Regions from separate parts of the Sus scrofa genome. Here region 2 is linked to region 1. A link is a contact called in public HiChIP or PLAC-seq data. All regions are on one chromosome and are shown on one strand. The core of a region is the stretch at or near the end of the contact, and the rest is flanking DNA. Distances in the headings are between cores, read along the strand shown.

Region 1 (6,010 bases), core at 3,059-5,558:
GGAGAGCTTGCACATTGTCTACACATTTCTGCACTATTTGAAGAGTTTCACAACAGTCCCACTGGCAGAGTGGACCTTTGGGGGAGCAGGGGCAGGATATGCTGGCATGGCTGCATCCCACTGTGTCTTCCACATAGTGCTGGCCCTCTGCCAGCTTACTTTCCCTGGGTGAAGGAGATCCCAGCCAGCCAGTGTCCACTCTCAGGCTGGCTTTCCAATGCAGCTACACCGGGAAGCACCTGAAAGGTGTCTGGGTAAGTGGTGTGTCTGGAACCATGTTCTGAAGCCAGAGCTTGTGTTGGGGAAGAGGACCTAAATGCTTGCCCCTACTATTCAATCTCACTCAGGATTGAATCCCCTATTTAGTGGGTCAAGAGAAATTTCAAACAAACCCTAACCAAATTATGACAGAAAACAGCTGAGACAATGCAATCCTACTCTACTTTCCACCTCCACCCCAAACAGGGCCAGGTGACCAGGAAATGCAGGACTACAGGAACTCCAGAGCTACAGCAGGGAGGGGCTGTGCCCAGCATGGAGTCCACATTTCCGGTAGGGCCCCCAGAGCTGCTGAGATGGGTCCAACCCAAGCAGGGTGCAAGGAGATGTCTTGGCTACTGACGCTGGAGGGAAAACAGCACAGAGACATTCTGAAAACAATTATTTGTGAGAATAAACAGGAATGTATGCGGGCCATGTCTGCCAAGAAAGACTGGGCCCATTAGGGGCTCACCAAGCCCCACCACCAAAGACAACAGGCAGGAACCTCTGGACATGGGTCCTGGCCAGCTCAGGGGTGGGTCTACCCCCAGAGGGATCCACATCTTTCCAAGTCCTTGAATTTTCAAATCAAATTTCAAAGCCCTTCAGCCTCCAAGAAAATCTGCTCCTAGTCTAGGTAGTCCCCAAAGGGAGTCTTAGCAAACCTCCCAGGGCCTGTGGTAGGACATTATGATCAACCAAATAACAAGTGGCTCAACTTTGCGGCTTTGTTTTATTTATCATGCGTTTGTTGTGACATCAACAACTACCTAAATGTGACAGAGGGAAATCAGTCCCCAGGATGATTACTGGGGGATGTGAGTCAGGGATCACACTGACACAAGGGTAATGAGGACAGGCAGCTCTCCCCATGCAGTTGGTCAGCGGTGGGAGATCAGAGTCAAAGTTGACCCTAGGACCACCCAATGGATTTTCACATTGTTTCCCTCAGGGCTTCCAGGTAGTGAAAGGAGATCTCACCAAGCATTACTGACACCTAGGGACTGGTCCCTGGTCACATAGCTAGGCAGAGCAAGCTGCCAACTGCCTCCTTGGTTAAAGGAGTTTTGGTATTCATGGTCTGCCATGAAATGTCTATGGGGGGAGTCCCCAATGGAGTGAAAGACCTGCCATGACCTGAGCCACTGCCTGCAAAGAACCCCCCACCCCCACCCAAACACTCTGGGAACCCACAAGTGAAGATCTGCCACATGGGTCTTCCCAGGCAGCCTTTTGAGTCACCCCCTGCAGCCAGCTGGCTTAGCTTCTCCCTTCTGTGAGCTGTCTCTGCCTCCTTTATAAACCCCACTTACTTATGCTCTGCACACCTGAATCAGGTTGCAAATGGGCTTCCAGGAGATGCTCTAGGCCAGAAATAGGTCTTGGTTCATAATAGGATTCACCTAGGGCACCATTAAACTACAGTCAGCCGCTGGGACCTGGAAATCTGCATTCCCAAGGGCCCCAAAGGAACCCTGATCACTCCTGACTTGGAGATCTACAACTGCTCCGGCAGCTGGAGTTTCTGCACACCTGGAGGACGGGCCAACTCCCTGCTTTAACGACAGGCATGTCACACTCCAGGCGGAGTATGGATTCCACCCTCTTTTGGCTGCCTCGGGTTTCCTAGGCATCACAGAGAGGCTGGCTTCCAACCCACTGCGAGGCATGGTTTCCCAGCGTTCCTGCCCCAACTATCACCCCTGCCTTGTGCCGCGAAGGGCACAAGGAGCCTGAACCAGGGCTGGTAGTGGGGGGTGGCCAATCGGGAAGGCACCCTCAGGCGAAGGCGCGGGGGAGCCCCGCCCCTGGGGCAGTCCCTTTGCAATTCAAGAACCTGGTACCGGGTGCTGCGGTATGGGAGGCCACAGTAAAAACAAGCTGAAAAAGGGTTTTCTAATCAAGTTCCCAGCCCCATACCGGCCACGTCCCTCAAGCAGCACTCAACCGCAGCCACGCCCCAAACGCTGGCCCTTCCCGGGACTCAGGGTCCACCAGGCTGGGAAGCTAGCTTGGCCCCTCCCCCACAACCACACCCACTCTTGCAGTAACGTCCCCACCACCTCCTGAGTCCACACACCCCTAATTCTGACTCAGAAAGCACAGAAAAGGCCCCACCTTCACCCGCGACCCTGCCACGTGGTTTGAGGCGGCCACAGCGTGGGACCAGAAATTCGGGGAGGAAAGGAAAGCCTCGGAGAGGAAAGTTCGTGGGATCCAGTTCTTGACGCTTGCAAACCCTGGGCCGCCTGAGTTCTAAATTTACAGGGAGAAAAGAGCCTTTCAGCTCTAGGTTTTTGAAGACTGCGTTTTGTAAATCGGTTATTTAATTAGCTTGTGGATTATTTTACAAATGAGAAACCTAATCCTTTGATAACAAAGTAACGGTATAAGGGTTCTGAATTAGGTAAGACTTAAAAAGAGTCACCCAAGAGTTCGCGTGACCTCAGAGGATATACACGATTCTTTCAACCAAACTAAGAGAGAAAGATTAGAACAATTAATTAGAAGGTTGTTTCTACTTTTGTGTTTTAAAAAAAAAAATAACCTCAGAGGAATTAACGACAACGTCCCGGGCCCGCACTAAGGGAAATGCTGCCTGGGGGTGGGGGTCGGGGTCGGGCGGCGGTCCGCGGCACCCAGGCCGCCGATTCCGGACGGCCGCCCGCCCCCGTGCAGGTGCTGCCTGCCCGCATCCGGCCCTGGCAGGTGAGAGCGGGTCTGGGAGGAGGGCGGCGCAGAACGACAGGCTGGAGGCAGAGCGGTCCTTTTAGGAGAAAGCGCCGACCAGCCGGGAGCCCCTCGAGTCCAGCGCGCCTCCGCCGCCGGATGGGCGGGGTTCCCACAAAGAGCCGCGGGCAAGAACCCGGGACCGCCCCCCGCGTCGGTCGCCACCAGCTCTGGTTTCGACAAATTAAACCTTAGAGCGCTGGAAAAATTACAGGAAGAGCGAAGAATGTGCCGAGCTGCTGGAGGGAGCCCTGTCCCCGCGTGAACTTCGCCCACCGCGCTCCCGAGCCGGCCCCTCCCCGCCGCTCCCGAGAGCGCGCCCAGCCGACGAGGGAGGGGCCAGGCGAGGACACCCCTCCCCCCCGGCTCCCGGGCGCCGCGGCCGCCCACCTCCCCGGGCGGCACCCGCGGCCCCCACTGCCCCCACGCAGCTCGCCCGCACCTGCCCGCGCGCACCCCGGCCCGGATGACGACATTCGCCCCCGCAGCCCCGCCCGAGCGCACCCGGGGAGGGGGCGTGCCCGGCGGGGGCGCGGTCGCCGGGCGGGCGCCGGCAGCCAGCGCCAGGACCCGCCTCGCGCGGCTCTCAGGGTCGACCGCAACCCGGAGCGGCGGGGGAAGGGGCGAGGCCCTGACCACCTCCCGCGCCCAAGCCGGAGGCTCCGGGGGCGTGTCTGGGCGACCCGCACTAGCCCAGGTCTGCGCGAGTGCCCGGGCCGCCCCACTGACCTGTGTGAGTTCTCAGGTGCGCCTTGAGGTGCGAGGATTTCCCGTAAACTTTCTCACAGCCCGCATAGTGGCACTTGTGCTTTCTCTGGGGGGACTCGAGGTCGGCGCGACTTCGGCCCCGCCGGCCCCTTTGTCTGAGGCTGGGCTCGCCGCTCCCCGCGGGCCCCGGCTCTCGCTCGGGCTCCAGACCCGCCTCAGGCTCGGGCTCGGGCTCGCTCCACGCCGGGCTAAGAGGCGCGGCCGCCGCGCCTCCAGCACCGGGGGAGGCGGGCTCGGGGGCGGGTGGCGGCGCGGGCGGCAGGCGGCAGGGGGTCCTCGCCTTCCTGGCGGCGGCGCCTTCTCTGCGCTCCGCCGAGACGGGTGCCGGTGCTTGCTGGTTAAGGTCCGCCAGGATCCGCGCCACTACGAAGAGCGAGGCGCTGTCCTTGCCGTCGCGGCGCTCCTCGACGTGGGGCAGCGTGGCGGCGACAGCGGCCGCGCCCTCGGGTCCCGGCTCCGGCCCCTCTCGCGGCCCGTGTACGACCGCGCGGCTCGACATGGACACGAGGCACTCGGCGGCGAAGTGGTCCACATAGGCGGCGGCTGCCATGGTGCGGGCTCCAGCCGGCAGGCGGGAGACTGCTAGTCGCTGCGAGTCGTCAGCAGCGCATCCGCACCCACGGCCTCCGGAGAGCGGGCGGGGGGCGGGGGCGCGGCGCGCCCTCTCCGCCGGCTGGGCTGGGCGCGCAGCCGCCTCTGCCGTCACCCGCGCTGCTCCGCGTCTGCTAAGCGCCCGCCCGGCTGGGCACCTCAGAGTGAGCGCATGGGGGGCGCGGACGAGTAGGGTCCCCGCGCGGCGTCAGTGGCGGCCTGTCCTATGGATGCCGAGCGGCGACGTTAGGGACGACCTCCCCGAGCCGTGGCCGCAGCCTCGCCGCGCATTGTGGCAGGCGGGACAGCCGCCGTGCGCGCCGCGGCTCGGTGTGGGCGGCCCGGCCCCGGGGGTGGGCGGGGCCGGGGCCACATCTGGACCCGACGTCAGCCCCCAGCCACATCCTGGCGGCGCAGGTTACAGGCGGCGGCGGCGGCCGCAGGGAGCTGCGCACGCGGAGGGGGCGGGGATCCCGGAGCGCGCACCGGCGGGATAGCGGTCGCGTGCCCGCGCCTGGTGAGGGGGCGTGGCTAAGGACCAGGGCCGGCGCCATTGGTCCATGAGTACTCAGCCGGGCCAATCCGTACAGCCAGAGGCTCCCACCCGGCCTTGGGGCCTGCGCGTGCCGATGGGCGTGTCCCCTCAGCCGGCGGGAGGAGGAGCGGAAATTGGAGCCCGGAGCCGGGCACGCTGACGCACGACGTCCGAGGCGGGCCTGGGCGGGGCCGTTCCCCCTCCTCTCCGTGGCGGGGACCCCGCAGGGTATTTTCCTGCCGGAGCTTTTGTACCTTGACTGCCTTGAACCTCGGCGCGGTGGCGAGAGCTCGGGAGAGCACCCCTTTGTCCCTCCAGCCCCGCTTGTGTCGGGCGCGCCTCGCAGGGCTCGCCTCGCTTCTCCCTTTCTTCTCCAGAGCGAGGTTTGCCCGGCAAGGAGGCGTGTCCGCTAAGCCCGGCGGGTCTACTGGCCCCGAGTCGGGCCTGGACAACCACGGCGCACACCGCTGAAACCAGGTTGATGGGTGGCCGCGCCCCGAGACTCAGGCCGCTCTCCGCCCTTGGTTCCTGCCCAGCTGAGCCCTGAACCCTCGGCGCGGCCAGCCCGAGAGCGGTGGTCTCGTGTGGGGCGAGGTCGCTCCCGCAGGAGGAACCGCAGGAGGGCGGCGGGGGATCAGCGCAAGCCGCGCTGCCCTTGAGCCCAGGTCAGCTGGAGCTTGGACTGGCCCAGGCTGGTGGCTAGCCTGGCAGCGCGAGTGATGTGCCCACTGCGTCCTGTGTTCGCAAGAATTACGTGCCTGGGCGCCGGCCGCGCTGCTCAAGGAACGTGGGGCCCCTCCCTCCGCAGGCCTGCTGCCAGCTTCTGCAGGCTGCCCTTCTCCCGCGGCTGTCGCGCAGGCTTCAAACGCCACCGGCTGCGAGGGCCCCGCCCACCGCGCCCCACCCACCTAAGGTCGGGGCCTCCGGGGGAGGAAGTGCTCTGCTGCCCCGCCCCGCCAGCTTTGCCCTTGGCCCTCACCTGCGCCTTCATCCTGTCGCGTGGCACCTCCCCCCCCCCCTCTTCTCCTGGCCTAGACCAACATCAAAGAGGCCGGAAAGGAGTGCAAGCCCCTGACCCCAGGAGACAGGCTGGAGTCCACAGTTCCTAGTTCATTTCTTAATGGA
Region 2 (6,669 bases), core at 2,327-4,826, 60 kb after region 1:
CCCTGCTTTTTGTGCTTCCTTGGAATTTCAAGAATGCTGAGAACTACATCTCCCAGACTCCTTTGTAGCAGATTTGTGTTAGAAAGACCCTGGAAGAAGGTGACAGGTGAGAGGCAGAGAGGAGCCAACTTGCTGCTGGCTGCAGCTTTGATGGTGCCAGTGGGTGAATCTTTGACAATAGTCACCTGACCTTGACTGGGGTCAGCTTGACTGTGTTCAGTTGGCAGTTGGGCTGAGCACCTGGTAGCCTGTGTGGTTAGCTTGGTCTTCCTCACAGCATGGCAGCTTTGGGGAGCAAGACTTCTCATGTGCTATGAAAGGTGAGTGTGTACCCCCAGGGGGCCAAGGGAGTGGGCAGAACCCCAGGTAAAGGGTAGAGATGACTTTTCCTCAGCTCAAGACTCAGCATCAGGGCTCACAGTGCACTCTTGGGGGCCCATCCAATGTACACACCTGGGGTAGTGAGCTCTGAGCTCCCATAGGCTCACAGATGCATCCGGTGTCTGGCAGGGGTGGGGAGGCCCAGAGGGTAGCCAGCAAGCAAAAGCAGTGCTCTCGAGGGGAGGGGGCCACAGGGACAAGAGCAGCAGGAAGTGACAAAGACTCTCTCAAAGACTCTCTCCTTGAGCAAACTTCAGCCAGGCTGCTCTGACTAGGCTTCAAACTTGACCTGTAAAAACTGCAGACTCAGCACAAACGGCTTCATCCACTCTCCCCACCGTCCACACACACTAAGGCACTTGACTAAGCCCCAGCATAGCTCTTAATAGCTCAAGGCGGCAGGTCTAGGATGATGGCTCAAGTTCCTGCCTGAGAAAGCTCAGTGCCCCCTGGAAAATCCGTTTGTCCCAGTCAAACTCTGGTGACAGGAAGAGAGGTCCCTAAAACCCCTCTGAGAGTAGTTACTTCAGAACACTTGTAAGTCCTTTCTCTGCCCTTCTAGTCTCCCACCACTGGAGCTGGGAGTTGTTTCTTTGAAATGCAAACATTCAGGGAGCTGTCCTGCAGCACCGGCCTGGAAGGGTAGGAGCCAATTCCCAGGTTGGGGTGGAGGGGTCTTGGTCTAACTTGCACCGCTGCCCTTTGTCCTAAAGACACAAGAAGGAAGAAGCTCTTTTCTGACCCAGAGAGGCACCAACTTAACAAACCCTGTGGCCTGGTCCGTTCCCCCAGTGAGCTTCAGCCTTTAAAAAAATTGCCTTCCTCCCAACCCCAACCATGGCTTTGGCTGGGTTCCAACTTTGTTTATCTTTGCCAGAGGCAAGAGGCCAGGACAGGACTCACTCTCACTGTTGGCACCTGTCCTGCATGCCCCCGCCCATCTTTAAGGAGCGTCTACAAAGTTTGGGGACACATAAAATATGCTACTTTGTCATTTGACAGAATGACATCTGACTTTTTTGGCTGAGAGAAACCTTTTTCAGGACCGTACTCCACCCCTCCAGACCCAAATCTGTCATGAAGCAGGCATTTGATAAGATTCTCTCTGAACTGGCCGGGTTTTCCTGGGTCTGTAGCTCGGGGCATGAGTTTAGATTAGGGCCACCTTCAAGCACGCAGGGCAGCCAGACCCAGGGCCAAGTTGCTGGAGATCTGGGTGGTCAGCCCCCCACCCCTGCACCTGCCCCAGGCTTCAGCCTTAAGGTACCCAATGAGGAAAATGGCCCGAGGCAGAGGGCAGGGGTTAATCTAGTCCAACTCAGGTGCGAACTTCTGGGCCACCACTCTGGGGACACAGCACAGTTGTCCATCCTTCAACTGAGTAAAGGGCCTGTGAGCTTAAATGACTGTGGACATGAGACATATATATGGAAATATGGATGCCAGCCCCACCAGGGTAAGCTCCTCTGAGGGGGCACACACAGCCCCAGGGGAGGGAAAGCCCCTGGGTGTACAGACGTGTGTGTGCCTGTTGATGTGTGTGTGCACGCATGCACAGTTACATGTATGTTCCTGTGAAGTTGTGCAAGTTCAGCTTCTGCATCTCTGGTGGCCACTGGTCTCAGGGGTCTGGGTAGGGCTGAGAAAGGAGAAATACCTACAGGCAGAGGCCAAGGGAATGGGGACAACTGCTCTGGCAGCTCCTGAGAAGTCAGAAGGGCAAGAGGCAGGTCTTTGGTAGCTTAGTACCTGGCTCCTCTGGGGTAGGCTGGTGTGGACCTCCTAGTCCTGCCAGAGGCTGGACTCTCTCATGCCTGCGGCACCCACCCCACCAGAGGCCCTGACTCCTGAAATGTTGCACCTGCAGAGAATGGAGTAGGTCTAAGCCTGTTGTGGAGGGTGGTAGGGGGCAGGGAGACAGCCCAGAAGGCCTCCTTCTTCAAGGAGGGCAGCCAGAGCTGGGCCTGTTGACCCCAAGAGTGGAAACCTACAGATCCGCAGGATAAAAGATGGGGGACCCCACCACAAATGACAAACAAAATAGGTGCCCCTGCTGAACCACCAGAGGATCCTTCTGAGGCCTCCTGACTTCTGGAGCACCCCCTGTGGCCTCCTCTCTCCACTGCCTGCCTGGCGGGGCTCCATGCAGAGGGTCTATCCTGTCTCCTGGGGCCCAGCTCTGTTCTCAAGAGCAGCGGCCTTGGGTCCCCAGTGTGCCCAAGAGCCCTGAGGTGAAACTGCAGCATCCCACACCTGGGGGCTGCTTTGCCCCTCACCAGCTCCGGCCTCAGGGCAACTGTCAGCGCAGCCAGAGAGCTGAGCCCAAGTCACAGTCTTCAAACAAACTACACTCTTCTCCATCAGAGGGGGGGTTTTGGGGATTTGAAAAACAGTCCTTCTTTCCTTGCTGTGTAGGCAATGAGACCAAGGCTGAACCCTTGGGCCCAGCTGCAGCTAGAGCTGTTTTTCTCTTCTTGTGGTTTCTCCTTGGGGTTAAGTAATGTTTCATTTCTCAGCATAACGACCAACGCAGGCCTCTCCCCACAGTGTCAACACAGCCTGATGGGTGGGGAAACTGGGGGGCTGCACCAGCCCTTGGGTCCCCAGGCTCCTTACTAGTGAAGGAATGAGAGACCCCAGTGCTCTCCCAAGGCGATGGGTGGAGGGAGAGGCAGAGGAGTGTTCTAGAAAGATTAGGACACGGTGAATGCCAAACACAGCGGGCACCACTCCTGTGAGAGATGTTTATCACCAACCACACGGCACCCGTGTGTCTCAAAGGGAGAAGGTCCCCTGCTCTGGGCTGGCACCCCTCTCCTCTGGGAGGGTCCCCTTCCCCATTCCTAGGCCTCTTGCTATGAGGAAAACAGCTTCCTGAAGCCTCTGCTGGCTATCTGTCCTTTGTAGGGATACATTCCTGACTTCGGGGAGCCCCTGGAGTGCAGAGGTGGGGGTGGGGTCCCCTGACTCCCATACCCCTGCTCCCAAGGAATGCAATCCATTGGGTTGGGGTGTTGGGGGTGGGGTGGGGAGTAGAGGGTGGGGGGTGGGAGGGTGCTTGCAGCACCCAGAGTCTGGAAAGGGGGAGAGCAAAAGTAGGGTGTGGATTCTGCAGGCGGATCTGCAGCCTTTGTCAGTGGCCACGGTGCAGGGCACTTCCTGAAATGTGCGATCCTTCCCTGGCAGTTCCCCTCCCCCAGGTTCACACAGGGTCACCCACAGGCCTCTCCTCCCTGTGGTGCTCAGAGGCTCCACCCCAGTGCTCAGCCCAGGACAGGGAGCTCCTGCCAGAGGCCTGGGGACCCTGCAAGCCCCCTGAAGCTGCCACCCCTCTTTCCCTAAGTGACCCCAAGCTGGGGACGTCACAGCCATCCTCTTCCCCCTTCTCAAAGCCAAAAGGTTCTAGGTCCTACTCCCTTTGGATCTTAAACCCATAACTAAATTCAAGCCTCTGGCTGCCAAGTGCACAGTTTTTAAAGGCAGCCATGGGAGGGGCCTGAGAGGGGCCGCTGGGGAACATAGGTGCTGGCCAGATAGGGTTCCTGGGCACTAGGGTCCCCAGAGAAATGCAGCCTGGGCCACTATCGAGGGAGCCAGGATACCAACTGGCTCCCACCCTGTGACTGGGGGTTGGAATAAGAAGAGAGACCAGTTCAGGAACCTGCAACCTCAGTGGGGTTTCCGTTCAGCTGGCATTTACGGAACTCTGGCTTTGTGCCAGGACAGCGCTCAGCACTGGGAAGGCGCCAAGAGGAAGGGGGCCAGATGCAAGGGGGTGGGGGATCCCAGGTCCCCAGCCTGCCAGCTGGTGAGGGCAGGGGGAGATCCCGTGGAGGTGGGGGAGGTCCTATGGAGGTGGAGGAGGCTGCTTCTGCGGAGAGAGCCTTGCAGAGCCGAGGCCGGGGGGGTGGGGTAGGGTGGGGTGGGAGTCTGAGCTTATGCATCATGGACAAAGAGACCCTTTCAGGTCCCCAGTCAAGAGTGACAACTGCAGGCCAGAGATCCCAAAAGATGTCACCAGTAGTTCTGGCAGAATTTAAAGGCTGGACTGCCATGGCCTTCTAGGGGGATTCACAAGGGCCTTTCTGAGATGTGGAGTCAAGTGAAGAGAGTTGGGAAGGACATTCAATTTCAAGGTAGAACTACAGTCCCAGCTCTCATGCTCACTGCGTGTAGGATGCATGTGCTGTGAGATCAACTTTTCTGCAGACCCTGGGGTCTTAGAGCTCAGGCCAGATTTTCTAGAGGAAGAGAAATTCTGGGAAGATCTGTGTATGATCTAGGTCTTTTGCAAATAACCATTTCTAGCTGGCTTTACACAAAAAGGGGAACTTAGGGCAAGAAAACCATCCTAGAGTTTCTAAGAGTCCAAGGGCAGGGATGGCGGGCTCTGGGATGGCAGCCTGGGACCTGGGGATTTGGGGGACCCAGGGTCCCTTTACCCCTCTACTGGACTCTCTCTGCATTGGCGTGGCCCCTGGACCTCCTTCAAGTTTATATTTCTGCAAAATGAGCTGGGGTCTCCTGGGGCCAGTTCCATCCTCCTGAGGAGTCTCCGGTTGTCCTGGCTTGGGTCCGGCTCCCATCCCAGGGCCAATAAGTGTGGCTGGTGTGGGGCAGAGTGACACTGGGGACATTACTGTCTTTACAGCAGAGCTATTTTTACCCCAAAACAAAATCCTACCTGAACCTCTAACTATGCCAAAGGCATCCCTGGGGATGGCAGGCAGATGACCCCAGGGAGCCCAGGGGCCACCATACTCACCTCCTTCCCTCAGTGAATCCAGAACCAACCCTCAGAGCCAGTCTTAGAAATGAACAGGTTTCTCATCCCCAACACAGAGCTCTTCCTCCTCCCCAGGCTGCCATCACCTCCCCTCAACAGCCCATGTCTCCTGGGTCCCTGGGGGGTGCACCCCAGCCTCTTCAGATTCTTCAAGGACCTTGGGCGCTGGGAGCCAGAGCTTGGAAATGGCCACTCTGGGCAGCACATGGAGGGGCTGGTGATGAACTGGGTCAAGGGCGCGCCCACTGAGCTGGCTCACTTCTCCTCCATCCCTCCACCTTCCAGAAGCCTCCTTCTGCCCAGAGCCCTGCAGGACAAGGGGCCCAGAGCTCAGCCCCCTTCCTGAGATTGCTGCACATGCCGCAGTCAGGAGTCCCTTGGCTGCCCACTGCCACTGGCCCATGCCACTGGTCCTCTTAATGCCACAGCAGTTTGATGGAGGAAACAACCTGCAGAGAAGCCAAAGGAAAATAAGTGCCGTTGCTTCTGCGATGTATGAGGCCACTTGCGTTATCTATTCACCCCAACAATAACCCAATCTTTATGAACCAATAGACCGGAGTCTGGTCAAGTCCTCAAGGTCACACAGCTGGTAGCTAGCTGAGCAGGAAGTTTAAACCTGTTGCCCAAGACTCTAAAGGCCTCACTTTCTGAAGCAGCTCATCCAGAATAGCACTAACTGTCAGTGGCCAGTGGAGGACAGAGATCTAGGTCTCCCGCGTGGTTGCTGTGATCACACACTGAGCACGTTCCACAGCTTAGCTGGTTCTGACCACACATCTCCCTGCTTTGAGCCCCCCTGCTGTGCTCTGGAAGCAGGGAAATTAGGCCCCTGTCAGCCACATCTGTGCTGCTTGCCTTCCTACAGCTTCATGGACAACTCTGATCTCCTTCTTTGCCCAACGCCTGGAATTGTGCTGCTTGGGCTCCCCTACCCTGATGGATGAACTCCCCCCAAGACCTCATTTCCTGGCATCTCCAGACACCTGCAGTGCTCTCTTCACAGAAGGCTCTCCCCCTCTGCAACCCCAGCTGCACCCACACTCCCCCTAGCTAGGCCGGTATTGGGGCCTGTGATAGGTCGAAGGAGCTGGGATGGGCTGAATTGCATCACCCCCTCCCCCCAATTCATGTGTTGAAGTCATAACTCCCAGTACGTTGTATTTGGAGATGGGGCCTTGAAGGAGGAAATTAAGGCTAAATGAGGTCACAGTGGGCCTTGGTGCCCTTATCCAATCTGACTGGTGTCTTTGTGCAAAGGGGAGATTAGGACAGAGACACACATAGAGGGATGACCGTGTGAGGACACGGGGAGAAGTCAGCTTTCTATAAGCCAAGAAGAGAGACCTCAGAGGAAACCAACTCCACTGACGCTTTAATCTTGGACTTTTGGCCTCCAAAGGGGCAAGAAATTAAATTTCTGTTGCTTAATCCACCCAGTGTGTGGCACTTTGCTATAGCAGTCTTACCAGACTAATGCACAGAAAGGTGTTTAGAAGGTA

What was found. HiChIP or PLAC-seq counts read pairs in DNA pulled down with a chosen protein or histone mark.
Region 2: an H3K27ac HiChIP or PLAC-seq map of alveolar macrophages shows a contact between it and region 1. The contact joins the enhancer-like site here to the promoter of KLF13 in region 1. A contact is called at or near these places in 3 of 5 promoter capture datasets (fetal liver and liver), 4 of 47 Hi-C or Micro-C datasets (blood, brain, fetal liver and 1 more) and 2 of 2 datasets of contacts at active chromatin or transcription factors (alveolar macrophages and skeletal muscle).

What each region holds. Positions count from the first base shown.
Region 1 is chr1:143,535,925-143,541,934 of Sscrofa11.1, forward strand. KLF13 (Kruppel like factor 13) reads right to left here and starts at 4,309. Exons shown (of 2, transcript NM_001011505.1): 1 at 3,721-4,309. The coding sequence starts at 4,309.
Region 2 is chr1:143,596,970-143,603,638 of Sscrofa11.1, forward strand. No RefSeq gene overlaps it. Among named protein-coding and RNA genes, the nearest start is that of KLF13, 60 kb to the left of the region's middle. Within about 2 kb of position 3,577, at least 31 of the 83 cell types and tissues checked have an H3K27ac peak or open chromatin away from gene starts, as enhancers often do. A contact at or near this core is called in alveolar macrophages, fetal liver, liver and 1 more, where this site is marked.